Linked DNA regions of Sus scrofa: regions 1, 2 and 3 are each linked to region 4. Evidence: chromatin contacts called from public HiChIP or PLAC-seq data. All regions are on one chromosome and are shown on one strand. Each heading gives the region's core, a stretch centred on a gene start, on an enhancer-like site or on the middle of the called end of the contact. The rest is flanking DNA. Distances are from core to core; before and after follow the strand shown.

What was found. HiChIP or PLAC-seq counts read pairs in DNA pulled down with a chosen protein or histone mark.
Region 1: a contact with region 4 is called in an H3K27ac HiChIP or PLAC-seq map of alveolar macrophages. The contact joins two enhancer-like sites. A contact is called at or near these places in 2 of 2 datasets of contacts at active chromatin or transcription factors (alveolar macrophages and skeletal muscle).
Region 2: a contact with region 4 is called in an H3K27ac HiChIP or PLAC-seq map of alveolar macrophages. The contact joins two enhancer-like sites. A contact is called at or near these places in 1 of 47 Hi-C or Micro-C datasets (fibroblasts) and 1 of 2 datasets of contacts at active chromatin or transcription factors (alveolar macrophages).
Region 3: a contact with region 4 is called in an H3K27ac HiChIP or PLAC-seq map of alveolar macrophages. The contact joins two enhancer-like sites. A contact is called at or near these places in 8 of 47 Hi-C or Micro-C datasets (alveolar macrophages, embryonic fibroblasts, heart right ventricle and 4 more) and 2 of 2 datasets of contacts at active chromatin or transcription factors (alveolar macrophages and skeletal muscle).

What each region holds. Positions count from the first base shown.
Region 1 is chr4:72,544,621-72,552,600 of Sscrofa11.1, forward strand. It overlaps LOC106510075 (a long non-coding RNA gene), which reads left to right. Exons shown (of 2, transcript XR_002343300.1): 2 at 1-1,866. Among named protein-coding and RNA genes, the nearest start is that of CHD7, 210 kb to the right of the region's middle. Within about 2 kb of position 4,796, at least 1 of the 83 cell types and tissues checked has an H3K27ac peak or open chromatin away from gene starts, as enhancers often do. A contact at or near this core is called in alveolar macrophages, where this site is marked.
Region 2 is chr4:72,501,641-72,509,417 of Sscrofa11.1, forward strand. No RefSeq gene overlaps it. Among named protein-coding and RNA genes, the nearest start is that of CLVS1, 250 kb to the left of the region's middle. Within about 2 kb of position 2,856, at least 13 of the 83 cell types and tissues checked have an H3K27ac peak or open chromatin away from gene starts, as enhancers often do. A contact at or near this core is called in alveolar macrophages, where this site is marked.
Region 3 is chr4:72,423,837-72,430,913 of Sscrofa11.1, forward strand. No RefSeq gene overlaps it. Among named protein-coding and RNA genes, the nearest start is that of CLVS1, 170 kb to the left of the region's middle. Within about 2 kb of position 4,090, at least 3 of the 83 cell types and tissues checked have an H3K27ac peak or open chromatin away from gene starts, as enhancers often do. A contact at or near this core is called in alveolar macrophages, where this site is marked.
Region 4 is chr4:72,815,450-72,823,127 of Sscrofa11.1, forward strand. All of the region lies in intron 6 of RAB2A (ras-related protein Rab-2A), which reads right to left. Among named protein-coding and RNA genes, the nearest start is that of RAB2A, 63 kb to the right of the region's middle. Within about 2 kb of position 2,497, at least 3 of the 83 cell types and tissues checked have an H3K27ac peak or open chromatin away from gene starts, as enhancers often do. A contact at or near this core is called in alveolar macrophages, where this site is marked.

The DNA.
Region 1 (7,980 bases), core at 3,546-6,045, 270 kb before region 4:
GTCCTTTCTTCAGGCGGCAGCAGCATGACCACCCTGGGAACACCTCCCTGGCTTGGTTTTGAGGAGTGGCCAGTCCCCAGCTCTGGCTCCAGCTCCAGCTCCAGGACTGACTGACCACAGCATTGCATCCTCCGGCTGCAGGGGAGGGTTCCAAACCAGGTCAGCGATGCCAGTGGAACTGGCTTCCAGAACTGTTACTGTGAACTGCAAAGAAGTGTTCTTTTTTGCTGCCCTTATGAAGCTAAGCTTGCCAGGAGCCGCCATCTGAAGAAGTCAGCCCACAGAAGGGGCAGCCTGGAGAAAAGCAGAGCCAGGCTGCGGGGAGGAAGCCAGGCCTACCTCTCCCCAACAGTGGGTGCGGAGCCCACAGGGCACACACCGCTGGACACCCACTTCTCAGGACAGTGGCGTAGCTGTGTTGAAAGGACCAGCCCTCATTCTTTCTAGTATATACTACGCAAACCTGAACCACGCTTGCTGAAAGGAGACACTTGGAACGCAGTGGCTTCTTAGCAGGTGACAGTTATTTTGTCAGGACATGACAAGCGCCTATCATCCGGGGGAGGTCCAGCTCTCACTCTCAGGACAAAGTCACAGATTTCCAAAAGGACCCTGGAAAGGCCTCAGGAAGTTGCCACCCGGGAGAGTGTTTCTCCAAGGCCCTGCGTGTCCAGACTCCCCTCATGGCAGGACAGACCTCAGCTCCCTCGGGGTTTACGTGAGGGCGCTTGTGGAGAATCCATCTCTAATGCCACAGTCGTGGAGATCAGGCCACATGGGCACATGGCAGCTGAGCCCCTGTGAGAGAAGGACAGGCTTCAGCCACCACCTTGGCCTTCGAGGGCTGTAGCTCACGGACAGAGAGAGTATGACCTGGCTGTTACATGTTATCCTGCACTGTGCCCACCCCCACCCCTCATTCCCCCACCTCTTTTTTTTTCCTTTGTGACCTTTATTGCTAAATTCATTAAGGCACGTGCGCATCTGGGCAGTTCTGCTGTATTACCATCCACTCCCGCTAAGTTATCACCATCTAATCACACCCTGTGTGGATCAGCACCCCAATATCAACTGCCAGGTCGGTCCATGTGGAGAACACTTTGACATCTGGATTGTCTTTTCCCTAGCATGTGGCGAAAGCTCAAGGGGGCATTTTCAGAAAGTATACTCTGTGGTAGTTCTAAAATAGTCCTTGGAAAACTATATGGAGATGCCTCAAAAAATTAAAAACAGAACTAGTAATTAGGATCCAAAAATAACGAGCCAGTAATTCCACTCCTGGGTATTATCCAAAGAAAAAGAAAACACTAATTCGAAAAGATATCTGCACCCCTATGTTCACTGCAGCATTACTTACAACAGCCAAGATAGGAAAACAATCTAATACCCCTCGATAGATGACGTGGCGTGCGTGCGTGTATGCGTGTATGCGTGGCGTGGTGTGTATGTGGAGAGAGAAAGAGAGAGGAAGTGGAATATGACTCAGCCACAAAAAAGAATGAAATCTTGTGATTTGTGACAACATGGATGGACCTAGAGGGTAAATTACACCTGAGTAATTACACCTAAATGCTAAATTTTAAGATAAATCAGTCAGTCCTATAGGTGTAATGTCCAACATGATAAAGATAATGAATGTCACTGTATGTCATGCATGAAAGTTGTTAAGAGAGTTATCATATATCATAAAATATGTATTTTTTCCCTGTTTCTTTCATGCTGTATCTGTATGAGATGATGGATGTTCACTCAAGCTATAGCCATCTTTTCATGACATATGCAAGTCAACTCATTACGCTATACACATTAAACTTACATGGGGCTGTGTGTCAATTATCTCTCAATAAAACTGGAAGAAAAATACAATAAAATAGTTCTTGAATACTTCAGAGGGTAAGAGTTTAGCATCACAAAGGTTTGGCTTTCCCAAGAAAACTGTGATCCTGGATGATGCGGGCAGCACATGTCTCATTTTGTCCCTGACAACCCCTGACCTTGCCGAGTGAGCACTTCTGGGGGAGCCCAGCCCAGGGGAAAGCAGCACAGCAACAACGCCCACCACCCAGACACGTGGGGGAGCAAAGGGACCAGCCATGACCTCAAAGAAAAAAGCTGATTCACTTGCACTCACTTTATATGCTGAGCCCAGACCGTTCAGAGACTTGATAGGATTTTGAGAGGATGCAGGGGACCTAGGAAAATGGAGCCCTGAGAGCAGGGCAGGGGTCGGGGTGGGAGCGAAAGGAAGGAGAAGGAGCGGGCAGTGGGAAACAAGGAGTGAAAGCCCTTGAAGGCAACTATTCCCATCATCCTTCTGCGGCCATGCCCGACACCGGGAGAATTAGGGGGCAGTGAGTGGAGCCAAGATCAGACGTGCTCTGTAACAAGGCAGGGGACCCTATTAACTGTTGGTTCTGGGTCTCTCTCTACCCCTTTCCTTCAAAAAATAGCCAATATATAGAAGGGTTAAGAGTATTGCAGCCAGATAAGTCTGAATTCAAATGTTGACTGTCCCCGAGTCATTTTATGTCCCCTGGTCATTTTAATCTGGATTCAAATGTTGACTGTCCCCTGGTCTGAAAGTTACTTCTTTCTGCCTCCATTTCCTCATCCATGAAGGTGTTAACAGTTCTCTCTATCTCAAAGGATTGTAAGTGATAACAATTGAAAAGTGCCCGGCACATAGAAAATGTTTGGTAAATATTAGTCGCTGCTACAGTATCTTCTCTCCCCTCCTTGATTATTTAAGCAGCCCTGTGATAACTGATGTGTGTATAGATTATTGACAAAGCGCCATCCTCCTTTGGGCACCCTGAGGCTGGAGAGAATTCTTGGGATGTCACTTTGATCTCGTGTGAGTATACCGTCAGCAGAAATTAATTCACATACTAGATTTGTCAGTTGCCATAGGCTTCAGGTCCATCTTAGGAAAGACCTTGAACAAAAGAAGAAAGAAATAGTCAAGGTCAAAAAGTGAATCTGGAACCTCACCAAAGTGGGCTCTTACACAAACGATGTTGCAGAAAACATGAATTTTCTCAGAATGATCTCCCTTGATAAGCAGGTAGAAGCTTTGGTCTCTACATTCCCGGAGAAAAGCTGTAAGAAAGAGGCCTTTTCAAGGACTCCAGATCCACACCAGGGAAAAAACATCCGGAATATCTCCACACCAGCCTCTGTCACACACAGACTTGTTGAGAGGGCCTTCCTGATCTCTGCAATTTCATGTTTCCATTTGAGGGTGGGTTTTCCCAGTGTTTGACCCGCCCCAGGGAACTTACTGTGTTGGTTTAAGAAGAACACAGAGACGTCGTTGAGGATGAGACTTGTACATTTTCTGTTGAATTACCCCATTTATTGTGGTTTGCCGTCTTCGTCAGGCTTTTCATAAGGCTGGAGATTCTCGAAATCCTCTCCTTATCTTCGGAAAGTAAACTGGTTATGAAAGTAGCTCTGGTAATATTCATTTCAGTTTTAAACAACTCTTTTTTTTTTTCTATTTCATCACAGTCATAATTAATTTCATGGCTCAGGTACACGAAGAGATTTAAAGCGATGTTTATAAAATGAATTCGGCTCTCCCTCATCTTATTTAGAGTTCTCCATTGTGTATATATTCAAATTGCAATGGAGAGGCAATTTATGAGCGAGCTCTCTGGTGTCCTTGATTCTGTATCCTCTAGAGGATTTATTATTTAGCTCTTCTCCTCCCCTGGGACCGGCAGGCACACCATGTGGCTGAAAGACAGCAGCTTTGCCACCTATTCTTAAAAAGAAATTGTTCTTCAGACACCACATTTGGGATATCTTGCTGAGGCTCAACAGTGGGGGCTGGGGAGGGGTGGGGGTGGGGGAGGGAGAGGAGAGGGAAAGAGTGGGGGGCATCTACAGGCTTCATGGGAGAAAGGCCACGTGCAAGCATGCACAGCCCTGGAATGGGGCTAGGGAGACGGTTCTAGTCCTGCCTTTGCCCTTGTCTCACCTTGATCCTGGAAAAATCATTCACTCCCCGTGGTCACCTTTGTCAGCAAGAAGATGAGGCAGTTGGAATGGACAAGCTCAAAGGTCTCTGCCAGCTGTGAAATTCCGCGACCTGCCAATCTACCAGCTCTAAAATTCTTCATTGGCTGGTTCTCATTTCGGTGTGTCTTTGGGGTTCAGCTAATTGATTACACGCATATATACACATCCTTACAATTACATCCCTTTGCCTGGATTGAGCCACATCACGATCAACAGGAAAAAAGACTTCAGCTAGTTGGTTACTGGAGCTGCCCCATCCAACGCGAGCTGCTAGTCTTACTTGATCATAATACAGTGGTCAAAAGAGAGAAATTAATGTTAGTATCATTTTGTGAGCTAACTCGCAGGCTTGGATTTTACCGATGTCCTTTCTCTATTCAAGAGCCCACATGTTCTCCCACTCTAAGAGCCACATTTTAAGTGCTGCATGGCCACGCATGGCAACAGTATGGACAGTGCAGATATAGGACATGTCCTTCATCACAGAAATGTCTATTGGACAGTGCTATAATTAGAAGAAAAACTGTTTCTAAATAAGGGACTAGCTCGGATGCCCCGGCCTGGCTACTATCCCAGGGGGTAGTCGTCCTAATCTCTGATGGACCAGTCACGGTCTCCGAAGCCAGTCCCATAAGCAAATAGTCATTTGACGGGCAGAATTTAAGGCATGAAATACCTGCTTAAAAATACCTTCTCCACGAGTTTGTCATGGGGTTTCCCCACCCACTCTTGCCCTCTTCTCTTCCCTCCCACCCCTGCCAACTTCCTCTTCTCTGTGCTGATCCCTGGTATCTCGTGAGTTTGTTAACTCAGGGAAATGGCAGCTAAAGAGACGAAAAGAGTGCATTTTCCCCTCCATTCAAATGTGCCAATGATCATGGGGCGTAATATTGTTTTGGGGGTTTTGGTTTTAACTTTTGATGCTGAGATGATTGTAGATGTACCACTGAGGAGTTGCCAAAATAACCCGCTCCTCATACTGCGCCCCCATGTTAACATCTAACTAAATCATAACACAATTATCAAAACCGAGAAATTAACATTAGTATCATTTTGTTAGCTAAATTGCAGGCTGTATTTGGGATTTCACCAGTTTTTTTCCCTGATGTTTTTTTTCTGTTCAAGAACTCAATTCAGGATACAACACACATTGTATTTAGTTGCCCTTTTCTTTTTTTTTTCCACACCCACAGCATCGGGAAGTTCCCAGGCCAGGGATCGAACCCACACCACAGCACTGACCTGAGCCACACAGCAGTGACAATGCTGAATCCTTAACTCACTGAGCCACATGGGATCTCCTGTCCTGTTTCCTTATCTCTTCCAATCGTGACACTTCCTCAGACCTTCCTCATCCTTTGTGACCTCAACACTTTTGAAGCTGCTCAGTTATTTTGTAGAATGGGTCTCCATTTGGCTTTGCCTGATGTTTCCTCGTGATCAGACTGAGGTCCTGCATTACTGGGAAGGAATCGTCAAAGGCAACATATCTCCGAGATGCCTCCTACCAGGAGGTCTGGAAGTGCACCCTGGCATGGGGACAACTGCAGCAGGTGAAGTCCCTGAAAAAGCAGATTCAACAGTGCTGATTCCTACATGTGGCTGCCAAGGGGGAGGCGGGGGAATGGGAAGGACTGGGAATCTGGGGTTAATGGATGCAAACTACTGCATTTGGAGTAGATAAGCAATGAGATCCTGCTGTATAGCCCTGAGAACTACGTCTAGTCACTTATGATGGAGTATGATGGAGGATAATGTGAGAAAAAGAATGTATACATGTATGTGTGACTGGGTCACTTTGCTGTACAGTAGAAAACTGACAGAACACTGTAAATCAACTATAATGGAAAAAAATACAAATCATTAAAAAAAAAAAAAAAAAAACAGTGCAGATTCTTGTCTCATGACTGCAGCCAGTGGTGTCAGGGTGGGTGCTGCAAAAGACAGACAGCATTAAGGGACAATAACCATGGGGTCTTCACTGGATAGATCCCGTGATGCTATTCCTTCTTCTCTCCACACGCCACCCCCCGCCCCCAAGATTTTCTGAAATTCCCAATATCTTTTTTGTTCGTTTGTTTCATTTTGTTTGATTTTTAGGACTGCACCCTTGGCATATGGAGGTTCCCAGGCCAGGGTCAAATTAGAGCTGCAACTGCCAGCCTACACCACAGCTCACACAAGGCCTAATTCTTAACCCAATGAGTGAAGCCAGGGATCAAACCTGCATTCTCATGGATACTAGTTGGTTCATAACCCACTGAGCCACAATGAGAACTCCCCCAATATCTTTCTTAATAAGTTTCTTTCTGCTTAAATCAACCACAGTAAGTTTCTGCTGCTTACAACGAAGAATGCTTACAGACAGAGAAACTGGAACCAGAGGTGGTTACAGGAAACAGACCTCGAGGTGATGACGGAAATCTGGGACTGGTCATCAGGCCCAGTTGGGGGGGAAAGCAGGAAAAGTGCAGGTTGACTGTGACGCTGTCAGGTTCAATGGCATGGTGGCAAACTGATTCATCGTGACTCATTGTCCTAGGGATAAAGTGTCCATTTATAGCAGGCTTCAGGGGCACATTGACTGCTGCCAAACAACGGGATAAAGCTACAAGGAATTAGAGATCTAAGGCTCAAATATGTGAATTCTTGGCCCAAAGCACAGTCAGGAAACATGGGACTTACATGACTATAGAAGATAAGCCTGAGGAAGCAAAAGCCAGGACTCAAAGCTGGATCCTGAGTGCTGGTGAACTATGTTGCCAATGAAACCCTCAGCTCTAATAGGTCTTTCATGCAAAATCTAGGGCATTGATTAGGAAAGAGTAAAAGCCCAGGCGTTCATGTGGTGAGCTGTGGAGGATCCAACAGGCTCTAAGCACTAGGGTCCTCTGGCTCCCTCAAACCTTCTATGAGGCCCATGACAGTCTATCCCCACTTCCCTGAAAAAGCCACGGCTGCCTTGTGGAAGAGCCCCCCATTACTTCATCTGAGCAAGAGCCATTCTCATGCCCCCATACCTACAACAATCTTACAGTCAGTTCCAGAACTAGAGTCAGGACCCAGGATGTTCTGGAAAGTCAACCATAACCCCAAACCTGAGCAGATAAGACTTCCATACCAAAATAAGCAATTTAGTTTAGCACAAGTCTGGAAAATACTTATAGAGATGTACTTTGAAGAGCCTCATCAAGGAGGGAAGCACATATTTGTAGACGGAACTGAATTGTATTGATATGGGAGAGTGCGTTCCGTGAGTTAGCTCAGGCAGCTGGCGACGGTTTCAGTTATTTATTTGTTTAGTCAACTGAAGCCTGTGCTCATTGATAATCCCTGCTGAGAGAGACCAGGATGCCTAAAATTAGCTGACAAACTATAGTAAATTGAAGGAATCAATCCAAAGACTTTGAGTTTGAAGGGAGAGAACTTTAGCTTTTTTTCATTCTCTGTTTTATCCGGAAGGAGACAGGAGCTGAGGCCAGTCTATATAGGCAGTGGTTAATTGGCCATATGGTCAGGAAACAGGAAAGAGTAAAATTTAAGAGTTGGTGACAGACTAGGGAAAGAATATGGATTGGCGTCTAAGAATAGGCACAGAGTGCCATGTCAATGCTCACTAGAGTCCCTCATGGTGGAGGAGGCTTTCTCTACTAGGATGGATGTGATGACCTATTTTCTGAGGGTTCACCTTTTTTTTTTTTTTTTTTCTCTTTTGGCTGTCCCACGTCATATGGAATTCCCTGGTCAGGGATCACAAGTACAGCAACTCTGGATCCTTAACCCACTGTGCCAGGCCAGGATCGAACCTGCATCCTAGTGCTCCCAAGACGCTGCCCATCCATTGTGCCACAAAGGGAACTCCGATGACCTATCTTCTGGATATCAGTTAATGGCTGTTCTCTGCAACGTAGTGCTAACTCAATTGTGGTTGTGAAGGGTAGAAGGGAAGCTGGGCAT
Region 2 (7,777 bases), core at 1,606-4,105, 310 kb before region 4:
ACATTTCTGGAGCACTCCCACAACCAGGCACCACACACTGCTCTTTTCCAATAATATGTCACTGACCCCTCACATACAAGGTATACATGGCCACGAGATGTGTGTGGCCATTACATGGGTGGATGAAGGCATGGAGAAGGGTACAGGCACAGTGACATAGGCCTTAAGAATTTGGAAATGCATTTTCACCTTGTGATTACATTATAAAATCAACACATAATGGGTAAGATCAAAACTCTAAGAATTTTTCTAATTAGAGACAATCAGAGTATTTCCTGAATCAGGCATCAGCAAACTATAGCCTGCAGGCCAAATCCAGCCTACTATCTGATGGGGTTTTTTTTACATTGTTTAATGATTGAAGAAAAAAGAAATAAAGAAAAATATTTTGTGACAAGTAAAACTATACAAAACTCAAATTTCAGTAGCCATACAATTCTCTTGGAACATAGTCACGCTCATTCATTTCATCTACTCTATGGCTTTTTTTGCCCCATCATGGCAGAGTTGAGTGACTGAAACAGAGGTGACAGCATAGGGGTCGTGTAGGGTGTAAGGAAAGAGGCTGGGACTGTTATTTCAGAGGAAATAATGCCTTGTAGCCACAAGGGTCCCCCATGCACCCCCCTTGATACATGTACCCTGTCTTCTCCTGCTGTTTCAGCTCCTTTTTCCTTCTGCCCAAAATATTTGTTATCAGATTCTTTACAGAAAGTGTTTGCCAATCCCTGGCCTGATTGATAGTATTAACATATTTAAAGAAAAAAATGTAATAATCAGAAAGGTCAAAGGAAAAAAGTCAAGAATCTGAAAGCCAGATATTCCCATGCAAGTACTAACTTGTGAGGTTAGCTTGACAACGGCCCAGGATTAGTAAGATCAGTTCAGGCCTGCTGCAAACCGATGCATCGAGCTAAACTCATGTACCAATAGTTGTTAGAGCACCATTTATCAAGCAAGGCAACGTGCCAGACATTGTGCTTCACACCTCATCTGCATTATTTAACATAATACTCAAAACAAGACCCTGAGTGAGGTGGGTGTTAATTCCACTTTAGTGGTGAAAACAATATGAAGTTCAGAGAGCTTAAGCAGCTTTCCCAAGGCTATGCAGTGAGTAAGTGGAAGAGTTAGAGTCTTGGACCATCTGAATCCAAAGCAGCTAACCACTAACCTATACTGTTATTAATATTCTGATCTTATACCCACTTAAAAACTGTCAGTTTGGTCCCTACTGCCTCTGCAACATCTACCCAAAGCCTACAGCACCTTAGATAATTAGACATTGTTTGCTGAACACACGAAAGACCCTATGCTCACCAAGCAAGGTTTTTATTATAGTTTAGCTTCACATGTAGTTTTCTGCATGAAAAGACTGCAACAAATAGAGAACTCAAGACTTCCACCTCATGCCAACTCATTCTACCTCTCTCAAGATAAGTAAAAATGGAGTTTTATGTATACACAGGTCATTTATGAAGTTGTTTAGTGGAAATCAATCTCTGATCCACTCTTGGGTGAAAACAAAATCAAGATTTTTAGCCTGCAAAGCTGTGGGGACCACTCTCTGTTCACACATCAGCACCCATGGACTTTTGGAGACCTTCCAGATGACAGCCTGTCTTGCCAGGCCTTGCTGTGAGCCCACCTCAGTCAGGCTAAGACACAGAAGGCCCAAGTGCCAAGGCCACCTCAGTAGCAGGAAGCTGGAATTCAGAATCAGTTCTTTCCTGTTTTAGAACCGGTGCGGTTTCCCTCTGCCATAGGTTCTCTTTTGTATAAAAAGATGCCTACGGTCTTCCATTTTCTTTAGGTACTCGAGAAATCCATATATATTTTAGGAAAAAAATTAACACAACAAATTAGAGAATAAGTTACACATGTCCCTTCTCCCAGAGATGATTTATTCATATTCTAAGTTATATTTTTCCAGATTTTTTTTCTTATGTATGCATGTTTTAACCAAAAATGCAATTGTACTATTTTATAATCTGCTTTGGCCTCTAATGGTGTGAATATTTTACGATATTCTAGACATACATATAGTCATTTTTAATGTCATCATGTTTTATTGTATTAATATGCCATAATTTATCCAACCAAAGTCTTACTCTCCTGTTTGACAACTGAATTTGTCCTGGTTTTTAGCTCATAAACTCATTTGTCTATCTTATTCTCAGTAAGCAATTCCCCTCAACTCCAGCCCTAGTCCACACTTGATCTCTGTCTCAGATGCTAGTGTTAAATTTATACTATTAAATTTATAAATCAGCTCTTTGCTCCATCTTTGAATGCAGAATTAATTCAAAATAGACACGGTTGTTCAACATGACAACTTTAATATTACTAGTCAGTACATATTGGATGCCACAGTTTAGACATGGCCACCACTGGCTCTTCCTAACAGAAGATCATGTCTGGAACAAAAGACAACCCAAACCACGGCCACCTCATACCCTCCAAGTTACAACAAGCACACAGCAAGCAGCAGACCCAGGAACCCATGAGATTTGTGGGCTGGCAAATCTTTGAGACAGGAGAAGTCTAAGACACCATACTCGCTTCTCACCACCTCGACAATCTGACCAAAACACAGGCCCACCCCAGCAACCACCACCACCCACCCCCGGCCTCAGGAAGCAAGAGGAAGAGGCTGGGGGGTCACCCCAGAAGAGGGCCCACAGCAAGTGGTGACACACACACCTCCGCCCGCCTCTCCTGCTGCCTCTTTGCCTTTCTCCTCCTCCCCCAGTTCTGAGCCGGGATGGCTCCCCATGGCTTCCCCATATGTCACATGTCTGTCAGAAGGCCATGACCACAAAGCTACGCGTTTGCTTTGGCCACGGCCACAGGCTCGGTGCGGCGGCGGCCAGCCCCACTGACTCAGCCCTGGTCAGGGTGGCCAGTCTGTAGAAGGCACTGGTTTTGTCAAGTGAGTCATTCTGAGCAATTGTAGAAGCTGATGAACTCTGCAAGGACCTCTTTCTTCTCTCCCTGCCTCTGTCCCTTCCAGGCAAACACTAAAATGTCCTGGTCACCTCTGGCACTCCCACTGCCCCTGCTCCCTCCAGGGGGCCACAAACTCGCCCACCATGAATTTGTCTGCCTGGGGCAGCATGGGCAGCGCCTCAAGGTCTTAGCTCTGCCACTGGACTGTGTGACCTTGGGAGAGGCACCTGGCTTCTCTGAACCACAGTGGCCTCATCTGCAGAATGCAAGGCAGCGGTCCCCCGGGCCCCCCACCACCCCCACCTGCCTCAGTTCTTCCTTGCCTCATCTGCAGCTCCCCCCATCTGCCCTGCATCTGTTCAGCTCCCAGAGACTGGGGCTACGCCCAGGCTTGCTCAGGTGCCCACCCGCCTGCCTCTTCCACACCCCTACCTCGGGGCGCTGACATTAATCCCGCACCTGCCCCTCACCTGTCCCTAGGTTTTCTAGGACAGGAAGCGCAAGTAGTTGTCCCCATTTCCTGGCATTGTGGCCAACTCTGAAGAAAGGGGAGGGGATGAGACAGGAGAAGCTGTTCAAGTCTCAGCGTTCCGGACATCTGGAAATTGACCCAGTCTTTCCTTTCCGTGGTCACAACCCTCCAAACACAAACTCTTACCTCTGAGACTGCGAGCTGCCCTTGAAGGGCACCGGGATGGAGCAGGGTGGCTCAGCGGGCAGCTCTGGCGCCGCAGAGAGTTTGGCCCGGAGCCGGGCCTGTGAGAGCAGGAGCTGCCCCGCTCCAGAGCAAACAGTCCTGGAAAGACAATACCAGGCTTCCCCAAAGAGAGAGGAGTTCTTAGCAGTTGCTCTTTCCTGGGTGACTGGGTGTTCTCTACCCTGGAAACATAGTCTGAATAGATTGATTCAAAAAGTCATTTCCCAGAGTTCCCATCATGGCTCAGTGGTTAATGAATCTGACTAGGAACCATGAGGTTGCGGGTTTGATCCCTGGCCTCGCTCAGTGGGTTAAGGATCTGGCATTGCTGTGAGCTGTGGTGTAGGTTACAGACGCGGCTCGGATCTGGCGTTGCTGAGGCTGTGGTGTAGGCTGGTGGCTACAGCTCCGATTAGACCCCTAGCCTGGGAACCTCCACATGCCGCAGGTGCGGCCCTAGAAAAGACAGAAAGACAAAAAAAAAAAAAAAAATCTTTTCCCTCTTGTTCCAAATTAAGGCAGGGTCCCCTGTCACCTCTGAAAGGATGGGGACAGAGATACTGGAAACAGGGAGGCTTCCAATGGCTACTTCTGTACACCCCCTCTGCAGAGTATGCGCATTCAACCCGTAAAAACCAGACAGGAGAATGCAGAGAAAAAGGCCAAGAACACGCTGCTCAGTTTTCTGGAAGACTTGGGCATAATTTCCACCTCCAATGGATCTCATTGCGCAGATGATTTTGCATGTAACATAGACTTTTTTTTAGCTCGAAAATCTGGTGAGGGAGAAAAACACTGTGGCCTTTTATATGGGAAAGTGTCTCCCTAAGGAAATAATTGAAGGCCCCAATTGCTCAAGTCTTTCAAAAGAGACTGTACAAAGCTCTCCTGAAAATACTGTGGGGAATAATTCTGTGTGAGCTGGGGAATTGGCTCGATGATCTAATAGGTCTTTGCCCTTGCTCTAATTTCTGTGATTCATGTGTGACTTATTTAATTGTTATCATCTATTGCAGATATATAAAAGAATGCTTTTATTCTTAAAAAAAATCTAAATTCAAATCATCTTTGATATCACACCAAGTTCTTACTCCCATCAGCCTTCAGAACATTGACATATTAACTTTTTGACCTACCTTGAACCCTCCCGCTCCCTCCCAGGATACAAAAAGTACATCTGCCGTGCAATGCTGGGTGTAACGGGGAGCCCCCCCCCCCCCCCCGCCGCCAGTATGCTGAAAACAGGTTTGGGCAAACGAAGGGTTAAGTGAAGTCCCCCAGGAATTCCAATCTGTGCAGGCTGCTAATTCAGAAGCTGCCTGGGGCCTAGGTGTAACCACAGCCAGGCAAACAATGCCTAACTGCCTTATCCTCGGCAGCATTTAGCATTTATCATGGTCAGAAAACCACCTGTTACTTGGGAGTGATTCAAAAGAAGTCTGAGCCATAATTAAAGCAATAATGAATAAAAACATATTGCGACGCACTACCCAAACCCCAGGCAGATGTGTGCTTTAACTGTGGGCTTGATCTGTGCTATTAATTTGGAATTTAAAATAACAGACAACAAAACAGAGACCAAACCAAGACCCTGCCCTGCTCCAGAGTTTTGTTTCCTTTCATGTCTGTGACAGTTGTGGTTAGTACCCACTGCAAGCAGAGCTGACTGTTCTTGCAAGCCCTCGTGGCCTCTGGTGGTGGGCAGCCAATCAGAATCTAACATGCCCCTGAATCACCATGACCACCCATCACCGAGGCTGAAGGCCACTGGGGCTTCCAGACTCCCACACTGCTGAAGGCTCCCTCACGGAGGCCTTTATCCCTGCCCAAGCTGACAGCAGATGCTGTATCTTAGAAGAGTGCACACCTGACCACCTGGGTCCTGCCAGGAGATTCTTCAGGCATTTCACTGGGAAACATCTGAAAACACGTATCTCTGACTGTCAGCAGAATGATAAATAAGCTCAGGAACTCACAAGGTTGGGGGGGGGGTGTCAGAGGCAGGGAGGGGTCAGTTTCTCCTTGCAGGTTCTGTTTGGCAGCTAATGGTTTGTTTTTAAGGTTCTGATTCCATCTCTTTAAGCTTCTGCCAAATTTTCCGGGAGAACCAGGCTCTAGAGAGGGTGAAGGAAAGGGCAGTTGGGGGGTGAGGTGAGGAAGAGAGGGGCGAAGCAATTTTGTGGTACGCGGGTGTTCATAACTTTGTATTCAACATTACTCTTAAAAGAACTCAGAATCTGGTTGACATCTATGCAAATGTGTGAAAAGTGGAAAAAGACAAGCTAGCGTTCATTTCAAAAGTTGAAAGCATCGCTTTGATTTGCAATGATCTTTAATCTACCTCTTTTACCACAAAGAAACACTGCAAAGAAAGGAGCCCCAAATGTCATGAAATATAACCTGCTGATGTTCTGTTGGCATATATTTTAATTCTTGAACAATTACCCTGCCATATACATTTATTCTTGAATGTTACATATTGACACATTAAATTTTGGAGCTGAAAGAGAAAGCGACACATGTAAATATCCTCAAACGCAGAACTGACTTTAAAGTGTAGTCTACTAATCTGCATGTGTGAGTGAGTGTGGGTGTGTGTGTGAGTGTATGTGTGAGGGGGTATGTGTGTGTGAGTGTGTGGGTGTGTGGGGGGGTGTGATTGTGGGAGTGTGGGGGGGTGAGTGTGAGTATGGTTGTGTGCTACAGTAAATCTGTGAAACGGATAAGGTATGGCTGGTTTATTGAAGTTGACTTCATGAAACCCTCAAAGATTCTGAATATTCGTGTTCATGCCTGGAAAAAGTTTTGAGTAACTCTTTTCTGGGATAGATTATCATCATATTTAGGACATGATCTCTAAACTAGCAAAAATAAGTGGCACTAATATGGATTTGTACTTGAGAATTGCCTTTATGTGGCTACAGTCATATTATTGCCCTTAGAAGGCTCCCAATTGCTTTTCAAATTAATGACAAATTGTAATTAGTTCAAAACTACCCAAACATCTTTTCTAGATTCACTTTCCATTATTCTACAAACTCTGTACCAGCCACACAAGCCTCCTGGAGGCTTCTCAGAGCTCACTTAAGTGTCTTTATCTCTGTGTCTTTGCTCACCCCATTTCCTCCTCTTGAAATGCACTTCCCTCCCAATTCCAGTTGAAAATTCACACCAAGGATCATCTCCGGGATACTTCAACTATGCCTTAGTCATCACTGGATCCTCAGCATCCAATGACTTGGCAAACATGCATGACTCAACATGCATGACTCAGCATGTACTGAATGAGTGGATTTCATATCCTTTTCAAAAATTAGTCTTATAATTAAGTCTTCTCCTATCCCTGTCTCTACTGGAGCCTAGAGTTCGGGGTTGGAAGACTCTGATGGGACTCCCCCTGTTGTACCTGGTATCACAGTTACTTGTCTACTCGTCCCCCCGACCCCTCCCTCCAGCCCCCTCCATGGTGTCAGTTTATCTTGCTGACGCTCTGCTGGCTACTGATTCACGTCCCTTCCACGCACTCAGCGTTTAGCAACAATCATACTATCTAACATGGGAACGGTGTGGAAGATTTTACAAAGCACCTTCACATTTATGATCTCATATCAGCCCTACAATCAGTGTACAAGATAGAAAGGACCGCCACTTGACAGATAACAATAGGTAATAATTATTGAGGGCCGGCTTCAGGCCAGGCACATTAAATACATGACTTTGTTCAACCCTCACGTCCACGTGAGGACCGCCCTGTTTTTGTCCTCATTTTACAGAGGAAGAACCTGTGATCTAGACGGGCTCAGTAAAGAACCGAGGGTATCCAGCTGGTCAGTGGCAGAGCTGGGGTGTGAGCCCAGGTCACTCTGGTTCCAGAGTCCAGGCATTTCATTGTTGGCCCCACCTGAAGCTCAGAGAGGCCATCAGGAAGTCCCAGAGCTATAAGCTCGGTTCTTCCCACTGCACACTACTGCCTCTTCCCTGGAAAGGACTCTTTAAAAAAGAAAAGAAAGAGAAAGAAATAGAAGAGGAACTGAATGTAGTTTGAAAGCCAAATCTCCATTGGTAGGATAGTGGTTAAGAGTGCTGATTCTGGAACCAGAACTCAGGGTTCATGGTCCAGCTCCACCCCTC
Region 3 (7,077 bases), core at 2,840-5,339, 390 kb before region 4:
ATAGAACTTCAGACTGGAAAATGCAAACAATGGAAGGAAATGACGGAGACACTGATTTTTTGAGCTCTCAGGAACAGTGAAGCTTTGGTGAAGGAAGAGTTTCAGAGCCCCCCCCCCCCGCCCACCCACATAATCATCCTAGTGAGTCAGGGTAGGAAAGCTCCAGATCTCCAAAAACGAAAACACTTAAGACTAAGAATTTCAGAAGGGAGTTCCCACTACGGCTCAGCGGGTTAAGAACCCTGCTAGTATCCATGAGGTTTGGGGTTCAATCCTTGGTCCCACACAGTGGGTTAAGGATCCAGCATTGCCACAAGCCACAGTGTAGATAGCAGATGCAGCTCAGATCTGGTGTTGCTCCAAATCGACCCCTAGCCTGGAAACTTCCATATGTCAAAGGTGCAGCCCTAAAGAAAAAAAAAAAAAAAAAAAACAATTTCAGGAGGGGTTTTTTTGGGTTTTTTGGTTTTTTGCTTGATGCAATTTGCATCCTTAAAATTTCAACCTTAAAAATAAATTTCAGGGAGTTCCTGCCATGGCACAGCGAAAATGAATCCAACAAAGAACCCTGAGGATTTGGGTTCAATCCCTGGCTTTGCTCAATAAGTTAAGGATCCTATGTTGCTGTGGCTGTGGTGTAGGCTGGCAGCTGTAGCTCCAGTTCAACCCCTAGTCTGAGAACCTCCATATGCCATGGGTGTGGCCCTAAAAAGCAAAAATAAATAAATACATTTTTTTAAATAAATAAATTTCAGGAGTTCACATTGTGGTGCTGCAGAAATGAATCCAACTAAGAACCATGAAGTTGTGGGTTCAATCCCTGGCCTCGATCAGTAGGTTAAGGATCTAGCGTTGCCGTGAGCTGTGGTGTAGGTCGCAGACGTGGCTCAGATCTGATATTGCTATTGCTGTGGTGTAGGCCAACAGCTGCAGCTCCAGTTGGACCCCTAGCCTGGGAATCTCCATATTCTCAGGTATACGGGAATATACCCTACACGGCCCTAAAAAGCAAAATAAATAAATTAATTAATTAATTAATTTCAGGGTATTCAAAAAATCAGAAACTAACTTTTTTAAACATACATTTTCTCAAAAAGCTATATGTACTCCCATGTTCATTGAAGTTTTATTTCCAACAGCCAAGATACGGAAGCAACCTAAGTATTCATCAATCAATGAATGAATAAAAAGCATATGGTATATACACACAGTGGAATATTATTCAGCCATAAAAAGAATGAAATCTTGCCGTTTGCAACAATATGAATGGACCTTTAGGGCATTATGTTAAGTGACGTAAGTCAGAAGAGAAAGACACGTACTGTACAATCACAATTATATGTAGGGTCTTCAAACAAACGAACGCACAAGCTCATAGATACAGAAAACAGACTGGTGGTTGCCAGAGGTGGGCAGTGGGGACTGCCAGAAATAGCTAAAGGTACAAACTTGCAGTTATAAAATAAATTAGCCATGAAGATATAAGGTACAACTGATGATTATAGTTAATAATATTATACTGTAAATTTGAAAGTGGCTAAGAGACCAGACCTTAAAAGTTTTTATCACAAGAAAAGAATATTCTATAACCACTTATGATGACAGATATTAACTAGACTTGCAACGGTGATTATTGTGCAGTATATGCAAATATTGAATCCTCTTTTTTTTTGTCTTTTTTTTTTTTTTTGTCATTTCTAGGGCCACTTCTGCAGCATATGGAGCTAGGGGTCTAATCAGAGCTGTAGCCGCCTGCCTACACCACAGCCACAGCAATGTGGGATCCGAGCCGCATCTGCAACCTACACCACAGCTCATGGCAACACTGGATCCTTAAGCGACTGAGCAAGGCCAGGGATCGAACCCGCAACCTCCTGGTTCCTAGTCGGATTCGTTAACCACTGAGCCACGACAGGAACTCCTTGAATCGTTATTTTGTATACCTGAAACTACCATAATGTTGAATGTCAATTATACTTTAATAAAATAATAAATTATTGTTAACTCTGAAAAAATACATATACACATTTTCCAATAATGTGCTCCACGCATATCTTCAACTTCCATACTCCTTTCTTGACAAAGTATCTTTAAACTTAAAGCTTTAGGTCTGATCATGCATGTGGAAAAGTAGATGCTATTGTCTAAAACATCTGGAAACTCAGGTCAGATTGTGTTTTTATTGTGTGTTTATCAGACGTATCCTGAGTTGGGGACTTCCCGTATTTCTTTCTTTTTTCAAGACCTCTGCTTCTTTTTTGCAGCCACTGTATCGGTTTTCCCTCAGGAAGCACTGAACACAGCTTCCACAGAGAACAACTGCAGATAAAATAAAGTCACACTGAACACTTTACTCAAAGTTGTACCCAAATGGGGGGTTCCCGCTGGGGCTCAATGTTAACAGGCCCAGTTAGTATCCATGAGGATCCTGGCCTTGCTCAGTGGGTTAAGGATCTGGCATTGCCGTGAGCTGTGGTGTAGGTCGCAGATGCAGCTCGGATCTGGTGATGCTGTGGCTGTGGTATAGGTGGTATTCGACCCCTAGGCTGGGAAGTTCTGTATGCCGCAGGTGCAGCCCTGAAAAGACAAAAATAAAAAGCTGTACCTGAGCAGCAACAGCGTGGCTGTGGACCCACATTAGATGTCTCAAAGGAAGCACAGCTCAGAGGACTTGGACAACTTCCTAGAAGGACTCTCGGGTGCCCGAGTGTGGGAAGGTCGTTCCTGGGTTCTCAACCCCGTGGTAAGAGCTGCTGGTTTCTCAGGCCTTGAGCTGTGGATCTGGTGAAACCCAATGTGACCTTGGCTCTGATCTCTCCCTTTGAACCTGGGAATGACCGAGAAGACCTGAGGAGAGGACCAGCCGGGGAGCAGATGAAGAACTGCGTCTCCATCTCTCCATCTGTCAGGCAACAGCGAGACGTGAGGTTCCTGGGGTCTTGCTGTCCCCCCTGAGTTTCCACACCAGTCTACCTCGCCTAGCCACATAAAGGTCATTTGCACTATGACTGAGGTCACCTGTCAAGGTCGTTCCAGCCCTGACTCTTTCACCAGCCTGTGGGAGTGCCTTGCTGGAGCAGCAGCCTGGGGTGCAGCCCCTCCCCCACAAGGCAGAAGTGACACCCCAGTTTCATCTGACCTTTTCAGCCAGAAAACTTCGCCTCCCCTGGGGACAGGGGTTTCCCTCCCACCCAGCCAGCCATCAGTGGGAGGGGGGTCCGCTCTGGAAACGGCCCTGTGTTCTCTTCCAGGACTCGCCCCTTTCTGAGGCGTGTCCTCCAACTTTCTCTCACCTGGTCAAACCCAGGTCCCCCAGTGAGAGAGAAAGGACAGAGCTTTTCTGTTGCACAAGGCAGACATTGGGAGAATCCCTCATCCTGTTTGAAGGTCCTGGGCCACTGCTCTGGCTCTTCGGCTCCCCGCTATCCCCTGAACAGGGTGTCCTTCCCACCTCTCCATGTTGACCCGCCCTGGGCCATGTGACGACAGCAGGCGGCATGCAAACGGCGGCTTGGGGACTGGCTTGCTCTCCTTCACATCTGCCATCATCATGGGAAGGACAGGCCAGCGCTGGCCTGCTGTCCCCAGAGGAGGATGGAAGACACCATAGCCAGCACCCTTTCCAGATGGAGCTCAGGCCGTCAGACTTAAGAGCTAAGAGGGGGCTGCAGTCTTCAGCACTTGAGTTTGGGGAAACTTCATTCCATGGTACTTCAAGGTGACAGTTGACAAATACATCCTATTGCAGTCTCCCCGTGGGGATGGCCCTGATTCGCGCACTGCAGTTGGGCTTAAAGATAGAGGAGGCCTTAGAGCCAGAAGCCACACGGAAGAAGGAACAATGGTCTTTCCCTCATTCTCAGCCCTTCCTCTGTGCGCTCCTCTCCCCAGAGCTCACATACCAGATTCATAACTGGAGGAGGTGCTTCTATAGAGGGCAGCAACCCCCGCCCCCCTGTTTCCTTCCTTCATTGTCATGTTTTCCTTTATAGCCCAAAGGACCCCCCAAGAACCAACTGGTTATTGACTTCTGCTCACAGTCATTAGCGCCTTGGTCAGCACCGTTTATCTACTGGGCAGCATCACATGCGTTAACCGCAGACAGTGACAGGAAGTTACTTTAGAAGGAGACTCAGACACACAAAGGCTGTGGAGGAGACCTAGCAAGACCTAGGGAAGCGGCAGCTGCTCACTGGGCTCCTGCTTCCACCTAGTCTGAGAGAATAGAGCAGTAGTTGCTCGGATAATGATAACAGGGGCAGGGAGGTTTTAGCACATGACTAAGCCCCCTGCCTGTTCTGTCACCCTGATGTCCTTGCTGTCCCCAGTCAGTGTCCCTCCTATCAGGACAGAAGCAGATCTTCCCCACAGCACAGTTTCATCATCCTGGATGCTGCCCGCCCTCCCTCAGCCCAGGCTCTGCTTTCTGGACCAGCTCTTGATGGCTGGGCTGCACACCTGCTCCCCACACCCCACTCCTAATATATAATGTCTCAGACCCAATTTGAAGGTCAAGTGTCTTTGCCTGAAAGCTAAAACCTTCCACCGCGGCATTGCCCCCTGATTTTATCTTGTTTCATTTCCTCAAATCCTTCACCCCAATCCAGAAGACTTCAGCTTTCTATCCGCTCTGTCATAAAATCTTAATTTTGTACCTTTCTTTCCATGGTTTCCTTTCATTCAGAACAATGCCCATCAGTGTTTTCTTGCTTTAGCTCCTTCTGAAACCCACCTGTCCTACAAAGGGTTTCATCAGGAAAAGTCTTGATCCCCTCATCCCCGTTCTGCACTGAAATATTGATGCCCCTCATGCTGCTAGACTACAAGTTCCTCAATAGCCAGGAACTTTGCAATTGGTTTGGTTCTCTCTGCTGTGCGGTCCTATGTTCATTTACTACCCCAAACGGAGAATAATAAGAGAGTAACGATGTGAAACCCAAAGGCAGAAAATGATTTTTCTTAATGGGCACAAAGAGAAACAGACATTGTGAATGACTCTGGTGCCTTTGCAAGGACCACAGAAGTTTCCCTTTGAGCATCTGGCTCTGGATGAACCTAGTATAGGATGGATGGATCAGGAGGTGGGGGGACCCAGGAGGGGGTGGCCCCTGGGTGAGGAGGGCTCATCCATGGAAAGATGGCACCGGAAGCCCACAATAAGGGCCAGGCAAACCCCATGGATTTGTCCCAATGTCAGGCAGCATGCCGAGGAGCGTGTCAGGAGAGGCAAAGCAACTGTGCCTCTTCCCTCCTCCCCAGTGACCTCCTGCCCACTGGCCACCCTCTCCCAGCCCAGCTCCACCCCAGGGCTGCCATTCCATCCAGTCCTGTTCTCCTCAAAGAGTTTTCTTTCCTTCCTCTCACCAACATCCCTTCCTATTCAGTGGAATAGCTACAGTTTACCAAGTTGCTCAGAACCTTCAGGACTTGGAGCTAATGTATTCTGGAGCTGAAATAAACTATCTCACTTAGTCCTTGCAACCGGATCCTTAACCCACTGAGCAATGCCGGGGATTGAACCCACATCCTCATGGATACTAGTTGGGTTCGTTACCGATGAGCCGCAACAGGAACGCCAGTTGCTTCCTTTTACAAAGGAAGAAAGAAAAGCCCAGGAATTCATAGCTTTCCCAAAGATTTGGACCCAGCAGCCTGACTCCCAAACTTACATCTTTCTACTGCCCTGGACCCCTCTTCCACGGTAGCCGACCTCTCAACGTCCTTGGGCAGAGGCAGCTCAGGAATATGTGGGTTTTCAGGTCGTAACAGAGCCAGCCTTCTAGGCAGGGGCTTTTCCAGTGCCTTGGAAAGTCGGGTGCCCAGCATGCAGTTTATGCCCAGTGAATACAGATGAGCAGAGGAAGAGCTTATGGGTAATTGCCTTCTCCATCTCTGGGCAGAATCCTGCCCTTAGTTACTTGTCAAGACATTCTAAGAGGAATTCCCATTGTGGAACAACAGAAACGAATCTGACTAGTACCCATGAGGATGCGGGTTCAATCCCTGTCCTTGCTCAGTGGGTCAGGGATCTGGCATTGCTGTGAGCTGTGGTGTAGGTCACAGACGTGGCTCAGATCCTACGTTGCTGTAGCTGTGGTGTAGGCTGGTAGCTGCAGCTCTGATTTGACCCCTAGCCTGAGAACCTCCATATGCTGTGAGTATGCCCCTAAAAAAAAAAAAAATATTCTAAGAGCTCCAGAGGAGACCAGAACTTTGCCCAACTCGACCTGGCCCCTCCATCTGCAGAAGGGTAAATGTGAGGTGTGTGAAGAGCCCCTATCTGTGCAAAGACTTAGTCACCTTTATTTCTCCAAAATCGAACTTAGCTGTCTCTGCAGCTCCCCATTTCCACTGATGTGGGAGAATTTAGTCTTGCTAGGAGTTCCCTGGTGGGCTAACAGTTAAAGATCTGGCATTGTCACTGCCATGGTGTGGGTTCGATCCCCGGTTAGGGAACTTCTGTATGCCGTGGGTGGAACCAAAAGAAAAAAGAAAACTTAGCCTTCTTAATTCATGATAATTAATGCGATTTATCATGAGATTTTTTTTCTGTCTTTTTTTAGGTAAGTACTTAGTCAATTCATACTTTGCTCTCCATGTCTTCTCATTTCCTTCTCTCCAAGACTGGCCTAAGTTCTCTAAGACCGAAATTATTTCCGAATCAAAGATTGGAAGACAGTGGTCCTGTTAGCGGTAAGTCCTCCCATCTAGATGGAGACTGAAGCATGAATCTCTGTGGTTGGCACAGGGCCACCTGCCCAGGCAGACAAGGTCCACCTGCCACCAAATAGGTTGCCCACAGGGACAACCAGAGATTCACTGAGGTTTCCAGTGGTTTCTGTGACTGCAGCAAGGAGATCTTGGACGCAAACACACTTTCCACCGTGGGGTCAGGTGGAGGAGGGTCGTCTGTCCCAGGAAACTGTCGTGGATCCTAAGGTGACTTGTAGGAGTTAGACCAACCCGGGCTGTGTGGGAACTAGAATCAGCCTGGACCGTTTCATCTCACGGTTCAATCATCTCCTGACGCACAAGGGAAAAGAGAGTCATAAAGTCATCCCCGATTCTTAAAAACCT
Region 4 (7,678 bases), core at 1,247-3,746:
CCGAGCAGGCGTGTGGCCAACGGGGAGCCGGGCAGTTAGCAGGCAGGCGTGCTACCTTGATGTCCTCACCAACCTTCAGGCCTCAGTTGAAAATGGAAGTCAAACTAATATTCAAAAACATTGGAGTTCCCGTCGTGGCGCAGTGGTTAACGAATCCGACTAAGAACCATGAGGTTGCGGGTTCGGTCCCTGCCCTTGCTCAGTGGGTTAACGATCCGGCGTTGCCGTGAGCTGTGGTGTAGGTTGCAGACGCGGCTTGGATCCCGCGTTGCTGTGGCTCTGGTATAGGCCGGTGGCTACAGCTCCGATTGGACTCCTAGCCTGGGAACCTCAATATGCCGCGGGAGCGGCCCAAGAAATAGCAACAATAACAACAACAACAACAACAAAAAAACATTTACTGCTGGTCAGAGGGTTGAGTCTTTAATTCCTTAACAGCAAAATCTTTAGTAAAACAGAGGTCAAAATAATCTTTTTTGCCAACGAGAGGTAAACGAGCCTAAAGGTCACTTTCCTAGTCAAGACTGCAATGACACTATAGATGCCCTGTGAGTTCAGCATGGACACTGCTTGAAAAAATGACAACTAAATACGTGGGTTCCTCCATAGGCCATGCACTCAAGTATATGTGTATAGCATCCAAATAGCAAGTTTAAAAATCAGTAACAGGAATTGAAAATGTAAAGAATGAGTTCCAGTCTCCTACGAATTACCATCTGGACAAAAATACTGGTTGAAAATGGCCTTTTTTTTTTTTCCTTTTTCTTTTTAAGGCCACACCATCGGCATCTGGAAGTTGCCAGGCTAGGGGTCGAACTGGAGCTGCAGCTGCCAGCCTACATCACAGCCATGGACATGCCGATTTGAGCCACACCTGTGACCTATACCGCAGCTTGCAGCAACGCTGGATCCTTAACCCACTGAGCAAGGCCACGGATCAAACCCGCATTCTCGGAGTTCCCGTCGTGGCTCAGTGGTTAATGAATCTAAGAACCACGAGGTTGTGGGTTCTATGCCTGGCCTTGCTCAGTGGGTTAAGGATCCGGCGTTGCAGTGAGCTGTGGTGTAGGTCGCAGACGTGGCTTGGATCCCATGTTGCTGTGGCTGTGGTGATTTGGCCCCTAGCCGTGGGAGTGGCCCAAGAAATGGCAAAAAAAAAAAAAAAAAAAAAAAAAAAGACAAAACAAAACAAACAAAAACGCCGCACTCTCATGGATACTAGTTGGGTTTTTAACCCACTGAGCCACAATGGGAACCCTGAAATTGGCTTCTTCATTTCATTGACATTTAGGAGATGAATTCTGGGGTATACTTCTACTATGACATTTAAGGGTGTATTTCTTCAGTGAGTAACAAATAGGATGAATGATAATAGCCATGTTTGGGGTCATCTCAGGTTGTAAAAAACTGACCAAAATCCACTTCGTAGGAGGAATGAATTCTCTTACTTTAACTTTTAATTTGGAAATTATAATTTACAGTTTAGAAACACACATACTCAAACATAAATGCTTGTGTACCATAGCAGTCTGTTACTACAGAGAGATTTTATATGGAGAGAGCTTTCTATGTTTGTATGTATATAATGTCTGCATATTCATAGTCTGTGTATGGTATTAATCTTATATATGATTTTATAAACATAAAATGATATCCATCTATTATTAAATAGTAGCTCTTAACTGAGAAATTCTACCTCCATAAGTAATATCTAGTTTAGGCAGACTAGGGTATCATTTTATTTTTATAAATAAACTCTTTAGAAGATAATTTGCAAAAAAAAAAAAAAATTTAAAGTATAGTCTTGGGTGCCATTTTTAGCTTCATATCCCTGTTGAAGATCAGCAGCATAAACTCAGGTAAGAGCAAAACAGCTGGCACATCAGAGTTAAAGGAAAATAGTAAGTCCAAGATATAAGGAGAGCAGTGCTAAATGAAGGTGTTAGTAGGGCCTGAGATGGAAAGGAGAAAGAGGACAGTATGGTTTAGAAACACAGTGTACTTGGCTCCAAGCCTGAAAGAGGAGAGGATGCTCACTGTGGGATTCACAGGTCAGAGACAGCCCATAAAATCAAAGTGATGTCCTCTTGCAACAGGACTTACTGTCTTCACTCCCCCGCCCCCCCCCGGTTGTCAATGAAATGAAGCTTTTTAAATATCAAAATACATACCATCCTACCTACTACAAAATGAATTATGCTGAGTTGTTGGTATCACACTTCATCGGTTTTAACTGCATCTTACAATTCTAGCTGGTGTTACTGATATTTAGATTCCCCTCTGAGGAGGGCTATCCTGTGCATTTTTCTCTAACACCACTTTGGCCCTTCTCTGCCCCAACAGATCCTTCATGGTGAATCTATTATGCTGAGTAAACCAGTACATACAATATTCTTGATATTTCCATTATCAAGGATCCCTCATGCTGCCTTTATAACCATCCCACTTCCTCTTCCACGCTGACACCCTGCTTAACACTAGAAATGACTAATCTGCTCTCCATTTCTCTAATTTTGTCATTTCGGTCAAGTCATATAAATAGAATCATACAGTGTGCAACCTTCTGGGACTGACTTAACTCATTGAGCATAACTTTCTGGAGATTCATCCAGGTTGTTGCAGGTAATAACAGCTTGTCCCCTTTAACTGCTGAGTTGAGTAGTTGTCCACGGTGCTGGATGGACCATACACTTTGTCTAACTATTCATCTGTTCAAAGACATCTGGGTTGTTTCCAGTGTTTGGTTATTATGAGTAACGCTGGTATCAACAACTGTGTTCAGGTTTCTGTGTGTACATCGGTCTTCATTTCTCTGGGATAAATGCCCAGGGTGGAATTTCTAGGTCATGTGATAGCTGCACATCCAGTTTTTAAAGAAATTGCCAAACTGTTTTCCAGAGTGGCTACAGCATTTTCAAATTCCCATCAGCAATAAATGAGTGATCCAGCTTCGCCACATCCTTGCCAGCATTTGGTGTTTTCACTATTTTTCACTGTATCTATTCTGGTAAGTGTGTAGTGATATCTCATGGAGGGTTTAATTTTCATTTCTCTAATGGCTAGTGATGCTAAATATTTCTTTTCAAGTGTTTATTTGCCATTTATATATCCTCTTTGATGAAACATTTGCTCATGTCTCTTGCTCATTTTCTAACTGAACTGTATGGTTTCCTTACTATTGAGGTTTTCTTTTCTTTTTTTTAGGGCTGCATCTGTGGCATACCAAAGTTCCTGGGCTAGGGGTCGAACCAGAGCTACACAACTACAGCAATGCCAGATCGAAGCTCTGTGACCTGCACTGCAGCTTGCAGCAACACTGAACCCTTAACTGAGAAACAATGTCAAAGATCAAACCCGGAGTCCTCACGGATACTAATTTGGGTCCCCCTCCCACCCCGGCTTTTTTAGGGCCACACCCATGGTATATGGAAGTTCCCGGGCTAGGGGTCGAATTGGAGCTGCGTTGCTAGCCTATGTCCTCATGGATCCTAGCTGGGTTCGTTATTGCTGAGCCACGATGGGAACTCCACAAATTGGGTTCTTAATCTGCTGAGCCACAATGAGAACTCTATTAAGTTCTGAAAGTTCTTTATTGCACTATTTTTATTTTTTTTTTATGGCCACACTTTCAGGATACAGAAGTTCCCAAACCAAGGGCTGAATCAGAATCAGAACTGGAGCCTATGCCAGAGCCACATCCATGACGGATGTCATAGCTTGTGGCAATGCTGGATCCTTGACCCACTGCACCATGAGGGAACTTCCATGATTTTTTTTTTTTTTTTTTTTTTTTTTTTTGGTCTTTTGTCTTTTTAGAGCCACATATGGAGGTTCCCAGGCTAGGGGTCCATTGAAGCTATAGCTACCGGCCTACACCACAGCCACAGAAACACAGGATCTGAGCTGTATCTGTGACCTACACCACAGCTCATGGCAACACTGGATCCTTAACCCACTGAGCGAGGCCATGGATCAAACCTGCAACCTCACAGTTTCTAGTCAGATTCGTTTCCACTGTGCCACAGAGGAAACTCCCACCATGATCAGTTTTGAGTTAGTTTTTTTTGTACAAGGTGTGTGGTTAGGTCCATTTTATTTTTTTTTGCTTATGGATGTTCAATTTCTAGAGCACCATTTGCTGAAACAGATTTCTTCCACTGTTAACTGGTTTGGCCCCTTTGTTAAAATCAGTTGGGTGTACTTGCATGGGTCTATTTGTGGTTCTCTCTGTGGTTTCACTGATACATCTCTGCCTTCGCCAATATCACACAGTCTTGATGGCTGCAGCTACATGAGACCTGAAATTAAATAGTGATTCCTCCTACTTTATTCTTTGCTTTCAAAGTTGTTTCAGCTATTCTAGTTCCTCTGCCTTTCAATACATAGTATCAGATAATTACAAAAAATTTTACTGGGATTAGATTGATAGGAATTGGGTTAAATCTGTATATAACAATTTATGGAGGAAGTGACATCATTACTAGGTTGTGTATGAATACTAGGTTCCAATCTCTCCATTTATTTAGATCTTCTTTAATTTTCTTTCATCAGCATTTTGTAGTTTTTACCATACAAGTCCTAAACATGGCATTTCTGATTTGTACCTAAGTATTTCATTTTCTTTCTCTTCTTTTGGCTGCCCTGAGGCATATGGAGCTCCTGCACGAATGAAGCCGAAGCAATGCCGGATGCACTGTGCTGGGCTGGGGAATGAACCCTCATCCCAGTGCTCCCAAGCTGCTGCTGAACCCTTCGTGCCATGGCAGGAGCTCATTTTCTTTTTGTGATTATAGACAATATTGCATTTTAAATTCTGATGTTCACTGAAGGGTTATAGAAATACAGTAGATTTTTAAATATATCTGTCTTGTATCCTGTAACCTTGCAGAACTCACTTTTTAGCTCTGGTTATTTTGTAAATTCTTTGGGATTTCCTACAGAGGCAAGCATGCCATCCGCAAGTATGAATTTTTATTTCTTCCTTTTTGAGTTGTATACCTTTATTTCATGTCATCTTCTTTTTTTTTTTAAACTCTTTTCTTTGGCCACACCTGCGGCATGTGGAAGTTTACGGGCCAAGGATCACACCCAAACCACAGCAGTTAACAGAGCCACAGCTGTGTCAATGCTAGATCCTTAACCCACTGAGCGACCAGGGAACTCTTTTGCTTGCTGTTCCCCCCACCCCAAGGGTTAAGTGAACATTTTTTAGAATTTTATATTGATTTATCTACTATTGTTTTTTAGTGTTTCTCTTTGTATATATTTTAGTAGTCGCTCTGAGTATTGCATTATACATATGTGTGTGTGTAAAACTTAACACAGTCCACTAGTGTTGTCATTTTACCAAATCATGTGAAGTGTAGAAACGTGGCCTCCCTTGCTGTCTCTTTGTCCCCTTCTCTGCCACAGTTTTATGGTATTTCCTATAGTACACAGAGAACCATATCTGACATTACAGCTTTGTTTCAAGTGTCAAATGTAATTTAAGACTTAAAGGCTTTAAGAAAAAAGTCTATTATAACTATTCATACTTTTGGTTACTAGTATTCCCTCTTCCAAGACTCTTTCTTTTATCAATTCATTTCTTTTTTTTTTTTTTTTTTTTGGTCTTTTTGCCATTTCTTGGGCCGCTCCTGCAGCATATGGGAGGTTCCCAGGCTAGGGGTCTAATTGGAGCTGTAGCCGCCAGCCTACGCCAGAGCTACAGCAACGCGGGATCCGAGCTGTGTCTGCGACCTACACCACAGTTCACGGTAACGCCGGATCGTTAACCCACTGAGCAAGGGCAGGGATCGAACCTGCAACTTCATGGTTCCTAGTCGGATTAGTTAACCCCTGCACCACGACAAGAACTCCCTATCAATTCACTTCTGTTAGATAACGTCTTTAGCCACTCTTACATGGTAGATCTGCTACTGATAAATTCTTGCTTTTCCTTTCTTCTGAAAATGTTGTCATTTCCCTTCATTCCTGAGATATTCTTATTGGTTCTACCACTGTGCAGTGAAAGTTCTTTTCTTCTCAGCTCTTGAAAAATGTGCTATTTCCTTCTGGCCTCCACCATTTCCTTCTTTCTTTTCTTCTTCTTTTTCAGGCCACACCTGCAGCCTATGGAAGTTCCCTGGTTAGGGGTCAAATTTGAGCTGCAGCTGCCTGCTTACCCACAGCCACAGCAATGTGGGATCCGAGCCACACCTGTGAACTACACCACACCTCAAGGCAACACTGGATCCTTAACCCACCGAGTGAGGCCAGGGAGCGAACCTGCGTCCTCATGGACACTAGCTGGTTCTTTACTGCTCAGCTGCAATGGGAACTGCCCTCCACAGTTTCTGATGAAAAATGTCTGTCATTTGAACTGGTAAGGAAATCTTTTTCACTGCTTTCAAAAAAGATTTTCTTTTGTCTTTAGCTTTCGTTTTTTCTTTAAATGATTTTTATTTTTCTGTTACAGTCGTTTGTCTTTAGCTTTCTGAGATTTGATTGTGGACAGAAGTTTGTCTTGGTGTGGATTTTTTAGGTTTATCTTGTTTGGAGTTCGCTCAGCTACTTGAATCCATAGGTTTTTACGGTCTGTCACACTGGAGAAGTCTCTAGTCATTCCTTCTGTGAATACTTTCTCAGAGCTGTCTTCTTTCCTCTCTCCTTTCAGGCTCTGATAATACAACATTACAGCTTTAGTTAGAGCCCCACATGGACCTGAGGCTCTGCTCACTTTTTTTCTACTCTACTTTCTCTCCGTAGTTTAGACTGAGTAGCTTCTATTTTTCTACCATCCAGTTTACTGTTTCTTTCCTCTGTCCCCTTCATCCTGCTGTTGATTCCATCCACTGAGTTTTAAATTTGTTGTTATATTTTTCAGTTTTATAAGTTCCATCTTGTACTTCTTTTGCTGAGACTATTTTTTCTTTTGTTTCAGACATGCTCCTAAATTTGTTTGTTGAGGCATTTTTTTTTTATGATGGTTGCCTAAAAAAATCATTTGTCAGATAATTCTAACATCTTTGTCATCTTGCTGTTGGCATCTACTGATTACCTTTTTTTTCCACTCAGTTTGAGATCTTCGTACTTCTAGGTGTGGTGATTTTCTATAGAAACCTGGACATTCTGGGTACTATGTTACGACTCTCGATCTTTCTTAAAGCTACGCTTCAGCTGGCTCCCTCTGACACCACTACTGCAGGGAATGACGAGGAACATGAAAAAACCTCAGTACAGCCAGCTGATGGGAGAGGCAGCATCCTAATTTGTTCTGTGATGTTTGGCTGTAGGAGAATCCCCCCCCCCCCACCACCCCGAGCTGTCTTGCTGCACCCTCCCTGGTCCTTTAGCTGGGGAGTAGGCTCCTCCCCTACTGCCCCACACCTGGCCTTTCTGGGTTTCTCTAGCTAGCACTCAATCTGAGGTATCTGAGGCAAAAAGAAAACCAAGGAAACCACTGCTGTGTCATCCTTCAAGCCCCATGGTCTCTAGCTGGTTGGCCTTCTTCTCTCCAGCTCTGAGTCTCCTGTGTTTGCGTCACACTGTGCTTAGCAGGAGGGTTGGTGAGAGTGAGTCCACTCCATCTTCCCAGGTCCAGGGGTCCTTTGGTTATCATTTTCATGTTCAATCAGTTTCTAAGTTGTGTAAAGAGATATAGGTTTGATTTCACCCTTTTTGGATCACAGAATGGTCT